2 separate regions of the Mus musculus genome follow, and region 2 is linked to region 1. The links are chromatin contacts, called in public HiCAR-type maps. All regions are on one chromosome and are shown on one strand. The core of a region is the stretch at or near the end of the contact, and the rest is flanking DNA. Distances in the headings are between cores, read along the strand shown.

Region 1 (3,987 bases), core at 677-3,176:
TCCAGTAGCTGGGCTACAATCCGGGATACCCCAATACTACCAGGCACTTTAGTTGTACATTTTTCGCTCTACCTGTGGGCCACAAAGCATTCCAGCCCATTAGCAATTCAACTCCAAAGGCTTTTTAGAGCAGGCCTCCAAAATAGGGTGACAGTACCCTCTTAGTTGTGCAAATTATAAGCAAAGCATTAGCCTTTCTGTGGCAGAGAACCCCCGCTGTTTCTGCTGCATCAGGGCCTCTTCCACTGAACCTTCCACAGCAAAGAGCCTAAAACACCCACCCTTAACTTTGTTTTGCATTCCCTGGTCAGCTGTTTGGTGTCCTGCAGGCAAAATCAAGTTATAGCTATATGCACCAGACACAGAGAAGAAGTGAAAGCAGGCGACACAGCTAGCACCAAATTACAGTTCCCAGGGGGCAGACCCTTCCGCCCAGGTCTCAAATCGAGAGGGCAGAGGGGGGATCCCATTCAAATACCGTCCCAAATACAATCTACCCTGCAACCAATAAGGTTAGCACAGCCCCTGTTCTTGGCAAGGGTGCCTACCTATGGCTGGCACTCTGTGCCCAGAGAATGCCCGGCTTGACAGTTAAGTGCTAAATGAGGCAAGGGTTTTTAGGAAACCTATTAGAGAGGAAGACAGAGCAACTACTGCCAAGTGTTGGGAAAACAAGAAGAAAAGCAGATGTTACTTAAGAGCCACTTGAAAGGCCATTTGGAAAGACTAACATTTGAATACCTAACATTATTAGGTATGGAACATAGCTCGGAAGGGGGAGGTCTCCTATAAAGTTTCAACTTAAGGTTTCCCCCATTCCCCTGACTACCACCCCAGAGCTCAGAGGTTTAGAACTCTTACTCTCTTACAGAGGACCCAGGTTCGGCTCTCAGCACCCGCATTAGGGGCTCACTCCAAAATTTCATGCCCTGGGCATCTGCAGGTATCTCCACACATGCGGTACACATAAATTCATGCAGTCATATACACTTAACGAAAAAAAAACTGAAGAGACTAAAGATATCTGAATTGTTGCCACATACGGAGCTGAAAGCGACACTGGGGATACCTAGGGCCCTTAAAAGATCCGTATCTAAGGATGCACTCAGAGGAGGTTCACTCTGCAGGCTAGGACCTTGTTCCCTCCCTATCTTTGGAGTCATCTCAACTGCCCATCTGAGGCCCAACAAACTGACTCCAGCAGAGTCACGGGTTCCATTGTTATTCTGTTTTGTTTTGGTTTTTGGAGACAGGGTTTCTCTGTATAGCCCTGGCTGTCCTGGAACTCACTCTGTAGACCAGGTTGGCCTCGAACTCAGAAATCCACCTGCCTCTGCCTCCCGAGTGCTGGGATTAAAGGCGTGCGCCACCACGCCCGGCCGTTGTTATTCGGAACCCATCCTAAGTAGGGTCCCTGAGCACCTAGGGCGCGAAAGAAGAAGCATGAACAGGTCAAGTCTTGGGCTTCAGTCTGCAAAGTTTGGACCTAAGTTAGACTGGCTAGTCATGCTGTCTTCCAGTCCTGTGAGACCCAAGTAGCCCGGCGATCCTTCTCTGTGCCCAAGGTCCCCTCCCCGCTGGGTGGGGCTGCTCACCGCCGAAACGCCTCCTGTAGCAGCGAGCAGGAAGGGCCCGCTGTGGAATTGGGACTGTGGTCGATGCTGAAGTCCTCCGCGGAGATGTACAACAGCCGCGGGAACATCTGCACCGAGCGCGGGAAGGGCCATAGCGCAGGTTGCAGTCGGGCCGGGGCCACTAGGGCCAGCGACACTAGCGACACCAGCGCCTGCAGCAGCAGCAGCCCGGGGGCGCTACGCGGGGACTGCGGCATGACTGCTCCGCGAGTCTGGCTAGGCAGTCTTTGGACCAACCTTCCAGTCTGGGTCGCTGGGAAGAAAGCATCCGTGCCCGGGTCACCAAGTCAGATGACCGAGCTCCCCGCCCGGGCTCCGCCTCCGAGAGGGGATTGGCCCGGAAATTGGGGGCAGGCTCGGTGCAGAGGCGGTCGCGCTCTAGCCGGGATGCTGGGGTGTGGCTCACGCCTGTCACGCCTGAGGAACTTGTTTGTGCAGCCCACTGACAGGCAAGACCTGTCTCTTCCTCCACTCTTCAGGTAGTGTTTTTGTCACTAAATCTGACGGTGGTGGACTCTGATTGATAAAACCTCCCGAGTCAGAATTCCCAGGAGTTGACTTTGGAAGTAATGGGAGGTTAAAATTTATGCATGGAAAAAAAAATAGATAGGGGGAGCATTTAAAACTTGGGATAGACGCGATGGACTACATAAATATTAAAGTGATACAAAGAGAATATTTCTGTAGTGGAGATTAATGTCGATGTATAGTTTTCCAAGGACCTTTATAACGATTAGCTAGGGCGAACGTGCATATGTGTAATCAGAGATTACAGTATGTCTAATCACAGGAAGGCAACTTAGTAAGTAAATAGATGCTAGAAGATTGCTGGAGAGATGGCTCAGCAGTTAAGAACTCTGTTCTCAAAAAGAACCGGGGGGGGGGGTCAATTTCCAGCACCCACTTGGTGGCTCACAACTGCCAATAACTCCAGTCCCAGGGAATACTTCACCCTTCTGGCCTCTGAGGTTACCAGGCACGCATGTGGTACACAGATGTACATACAGATAAAACACCCATACACATTGTGGGGGCTATTCCCGGTTGTCATCTTGTCTATATCTGGAATGAACTACAATCTAGAATTAGAGGGCTCACCTGTGATCCAGATCTTGAGGCTGGGAGACACAAGATTCTGACCTAGATCTTGACACAGAGATCTTGAGACATAGTGGCCATGAAAAGCTTAGGCCCAGGCTAGGTAGGACACACCTTTAATCCCAGGAGAATGAGGCAAGGAGAGCTTTGAGTTCAAGGTCAGCCTGGAACAAAGCAAGTCCCAGATCCAAGCCTGTTGGTATTTACCTTATAATCTGGGCCACACCTTCTGCTGAGGCCTACATAAGGACTTTGGAAGAAGGAGGATTCATTCTTCGCCTGCTTGCACTTAGTTGCCAACACATCTGTTAGAACCTACTTCTGCAGAAGACCAGCTGAAACAATGAGCCTCGTGGGCCTGAGCAGCTACTAGACTCTTGGACTTCCTATTCACAGCTGACCATTGTTGGGTTAGTTGGACTACAGGCTGTAAGTCATCACAGTAAATTCCCTTAATATTTGGAGACATTCTATAAGTTCTGTGACTCTAAAGAACCCTGACTAATACACACACAGGAAAAAAAAATTTTTTTAAAAAAAAAGAAGACTGCTAAGTAGTTCAAAAATTGGGTTGTATCCTACAAGAGCACAGAAATATAACCCGAATTATATCTAGTATAACCACCCCTAGATAAATAAAAGAAGGAATAATAATATTCCACTTATAATGAGGGCAACTTACACAGTAATTTGTGACAGGCCTCTGTATGTAGTATTTGGAGATAAACACATCTAGACACAATCGATATCACCAGACCCCTGTCTCTTCCCCTCTCTTAGAACTACCATCCAGGTTTCCTCTTCTAGCTTCATTTTCTACACTGGATGTTTACAAAGACTTTTCTGGCAGCTCTCTTTTGCACTGCTTGCTGTGCCTGTGTGGTTTGGGTTTGTCTGGATCCTCTTTTTTCCTTGTGTAAATGAGAACCTGCTTGATGTTTTGCTAGGGCATGCACTTGAGAGAGCACATGGTGTAAACAAGGGCTCAGGGCCAGCTCCTTACAGGAAAATGCATGTCTATCCTAATAAAATCCCAACCCCAGTCAAGAAGCTCAATGTCACAGCTTCTCCTTTAGGACAAAGCTAGTGAAGGCCCATAAGCAGCACGCAGCATGGAGAGGCGAGCAGGTGTGTGTAGGCTTGTATTTTTTTTTAAAGATTTATTTATTTATTATTATAGTAAGTACACTGTAGCTGTCTTCAGACACACCAGAAGAGGGAGTCAGATCTCGTTACGGATGGTTGTGAGCCACCA
Region 2 (3,987 bases), core at 826-3,325, 2.8 Mb after region 1:
ATGGAGTGGATAGCAGCTAATGGAGAGATTGATAACTATCTAAGTGCCGAGGATAAGCAACTGTGAGGTGCTCAGTCTTAAAATGAGATAGTTACACCACACACACACACACACACACACACACACACACACACACACACGCACGCTTAGGGAACATCATGTAAGAGGGAGTGGAAATACTGGAAGAGCCAAAGGCTGGGGAGGAGAGCTGTCCTCTGGATGTGACATAGCTATTGTGCTCATGAATTCACTGCAGTTGTGGCTACCTAAACAAGACCCGCACAAGACCAAGCCAACGATCAGTCAACATTGTAGCAATTAGCAACAATAGGACTCAGCTAGTTTTTAAGGTGGTATTAAAAGGTATTAGAAGGATATGGGAAGGTAGGTGGGAGGGAGGGACACATTGGGAAGTGTCTAGGGAGACTGGGAAGGGGAACTGGGAACAGATAACATCGAGATACACCAGCTGGGCGTGGTAGCACACGCCTTAAACCACAGAAGCAGAGGCAGGTGATGACCATGCTCAGCTTGGTCTACAGAGCTGATCTACAAAGCCAGGACAGCCAGGGCTACTCAGGAAAATAAAAATCCCTGCCTCAAAACAGACAAAAAGATACACTGTATTTCTGTATGAAACTGTCAAAACTAAACAAGATAGTCCTAAAAATAATAAAATAGCTATGTTCAAGGAAATGGTTGGAACTAGAGATCATCACAGTAGGGAGGCAGGGAAACAAATACCACATTTTCTCTCACATGCAGAATCTAGGTTAGATGTACAATTTAGGGACATGAAAGTATAAGGACTACTTGGAAAGAGAAAAGGAGACAGCAAAAGAGTGGAGAGGAGATAAGAGAGTCATGTATGTACATATAGTGAAGTGTATTTATTACTTTGTACAATTAGTATATAGTAGTTGTATTTTGTTGTAGTGGTGGTGGTAGTTTTTTTGAGAAGTTATTTTGTAACTTTGGCTGTCCAGGAACTGGCTTTGTTGATCAAGGTGGACCGAACCTCACAAAGATCCACCTGCTTCTGCTCTGTGTGCTCTAGGTGCCTTCAGCCCTTCAGGGCTAGGACACCTCTTACCACACAGCCGCACAGCTATCTGATTTCTAGTTAACGTTTCCCAGCCCCAAATGACTTTCATTCCTACACATCCAGGCCAAATACTTAAAATACCGCACAAACAACTTAGTGCTTAACTAAGTTAACTTCTTCCCTGGCAAATAACTGCTGGTTCTATGAATAATTCAGACGTTATCTGTAGAGGCCATGAAACAGATTTAAATGTTCCAGCTTTGATACTTCACAAATTATGAGTTGCTTCTTTGGCCAGGGGAAGCCACTCAGTCCCAAGAAAAGCTATGTAAAGACATTGTGAGCTGTGTATTGTTAATATAACTATTAAGCGGAAGAGTGTAAACTATCGTGCTATGGTAGTTCCTAAAGGTGGCTGCCACAAGACCGCTAAAGAATATACCCAGCCATGCAAACACGAGGACCACAACTTCGTGATTACAAAGTTGCCAAACCGGTCTCGGGCATTTGTAAGTTGTCCAAGCGACAATGCTTTGTGGGGTTTTGAGAACCACTGATTTGAGTGACACAAAATGCCAGTACCAGTCCTAAAAGTGAACTAAAATCTCACTGGAACGACTTCCTTCTGCAAACTTCACAGGACCCTACTGAGTCCCAGAATGACGCCTGAAGCTGCAAAGGAAAGAACAGCAGAGATCCAAGCATGCCCACCCTCTGGCCTCCGATGACTCCGGGGCAGGAAGGCGAACAGGCCTCCAGGACGCTCGCTCAACCTACCTGGTAGGTGGAGGAGGCCGAGTCAGGCTGGGTGCCCAGTCGGGCCACTGAGTCCCCGTGATAGGCACGCTGCGGGGGTACAGCAGCCCGACAGCACGGTCGCAGAGCTGACCTCAGCGCGCCCCACATGGCGATGGCAAACACCCAAAAGAGAAAGAGAGCGGCCCTGCAGCTCGGTTCTGCAGCTCCTGGGGGCTGCTCCTCCAGAGTCCTTGCAGCACCAGCCCTGGTCCATCAGCTCCCAGGCCAGCCCCGCACACGTGCCATCGCAGACCACCTCCAATTGGTCGGCGCTGCGCGCCACGCCTCTCTACTCCGCCAATGAGGCGCAGAAGAGCAGCTGCGCGAGTCCAGGTTCCATCGCGAGCCCAGGAACACTGGGCCGAGTAGAGCGAACAGATAAGTGGCTGCTGTCCTGCCGAAGCGTTTGTCACAAGCATGCACCCGCCTCTAGCCCATGTACTGCAGAGCTTCAGCACACCTGATCATTTTTAGAATGTGACAGATTGTAGACATCAGTACTGGGATCTTCACACCAATAAGGATTAAAAACACTCTGCGAAGTGCCTTAGTGTTGTTTTGTTTTGTTTTGACTCGCACACTTTATTGAATGCTTACGTGTTACTACAGCATGAGCAAAGTAAAAGCGCCAGGAGCATCAGAAAGATGAACAGGCTAAGGAGAGGGTCGGCTGTGCCCTAGGAGGAAAGATGCTGTAGGAGAATAGCACCCGAATAAAAGCCAGATTGGGTAGAAACACATAACTAAGATGGGAGCCAGGCTTGGTCGCTCTGTCTCCCTTGGGGACCATAGACTCTACCACTCTGCAGCTTCAAGAAAGAAGCCCGACCCACAGAAAACTATGGTAAACCAATTGATAGAAGGCTTGTCAAAGTTTCTGTAGCTTACTAAGTGAAGAGTCCACAGACTACTAAGTGAAGAATTTAGAGGCTAGGGTGGGCAACAAAATGAGACATTGTCTGAAACCAACTGTTTTAACATGAATCTTGAAGACAATGTCATCATACAAATAGTGTTGGGCTGAGTGGTAGAACGCTTGCCTAGAATGCAAAAGGCTCTAGGTGTGTGTGTGTGTGCGCGCGCGCACATGCACACAGAGGAGAGAGAGAGTAGGTGAAACATGCCTACTATATTAAATGGTGCTAATTTAGAAGGAGTGGCACTTTGTGTGTACAGACGTGGGTACGGTGTGTGTACAGAAGCACACATGGACACATGGAAGCTGGAGAATGTCAGTATCAAGCCATTACTCTGCCTTATTCCTTTGAAACCAAGTCTCTCACTGAACTTGCAGCGAGGTGTGCAGCTAGAAACCTCTGATCCTTCTGCCCCTGCTCAACCCAGTGCTTTTACCCACTGAGCCCTCCCTAGCTCCAGAAATGGCCAGCTTTTTTAAAATCTAAGAAAAACGAAGGCCTAAGTCAAATCAAAGTGAGTTCACCATGACATAAGCATTCTATCTTGCTACAAGCCGACCCCAAATAAGATCTTGTAATGTGGAAAATAACTTAAAGATTCACATGGCATCCAAGAAATGTAAAAGAAAACAAACCAAAGCAGAGCATTTGAGCTGAACGAAACATTTATTCCTGGCAACGAGGCTAAAAGAAAATAATTTCCTAGCAACTCCAGCACTCAAAAGGTCAATTAAGAGGATCAGCAGCTCAACCTTAGCCCGGGCTACACAGTGAGTGTGCAGGCAGTGTGGACTAAGCAAAAGTGCCCAAAATGTTTCCTCTGCTTTTCACTTAGTTAAAACTGTTTACCTTTGACCCTCCTACCGGTCCCGAGAGTTCCCACTGCTATCCAGGTGCCTCTCAAATTCATGGCTTATTCCTTAAATATATACACGGGTGGGAATAACTACACGACGCGGGCTGCTGAGTCTGTGTAATGGTGCCCATGTTTGTAGGCTAGGCTGAATACTTGGGATTGAAGTGTTAGGGTGTTAAAGTGTACTTGTAATGATGTGTATGCCCGAGGGACTGTACACACATATGCACCTGAGTGCAGTTGCCCAGAGGCCAGGAAAAAGGCCCTTACAGCTGAGGTCTTTTACAAACTGCCCACATCACCTGACCCATGCTTGTGAGAGGGTGGCTTAAGAGCATAGAGACACGTAGCTGAGGAGAGAAGTCAAAATT

The links. HiCAR-type assays count read pairs that join an accessible place to other places.
Region 2: a HiCAR-type map of astrocytes shows a contact between it and region 1, with 2.7 times the contacts expected there. The contact joins the promoter of Mccc2 here to the promoter of Hexb in region 1. A contact is called at or near these places in 1 of 39 promoter capture datasets (liver) and 1 of 115 datasets of contacts at active chromatin or transcription factors (astrocytes).

Annotation. Positions count from the first base shown.
Region 1 is chr13:97,196,431-97,200,417 of GRCm38.p6, forward strand. It overlaps Hexb (hexosaminidase B), which reads right to left and starts at 1,927. Exons shown (of 14, transcript NM_010422.2): 1 at 1,596-1,927. The coding sequence starts at 1,831.
Region 2 is chr13:100,013,564-100,017,550 of GRCm38.p6, forward strand. Mccc2 (methylcrotonoyl-Coenzyme A carboxylase 2 (beta)) reads right to left here and starts at 2,076. Exons shown (of 17, transcript NM_030026.2): 1 at 1,823-2,076. The coding sequence starts at 1,951.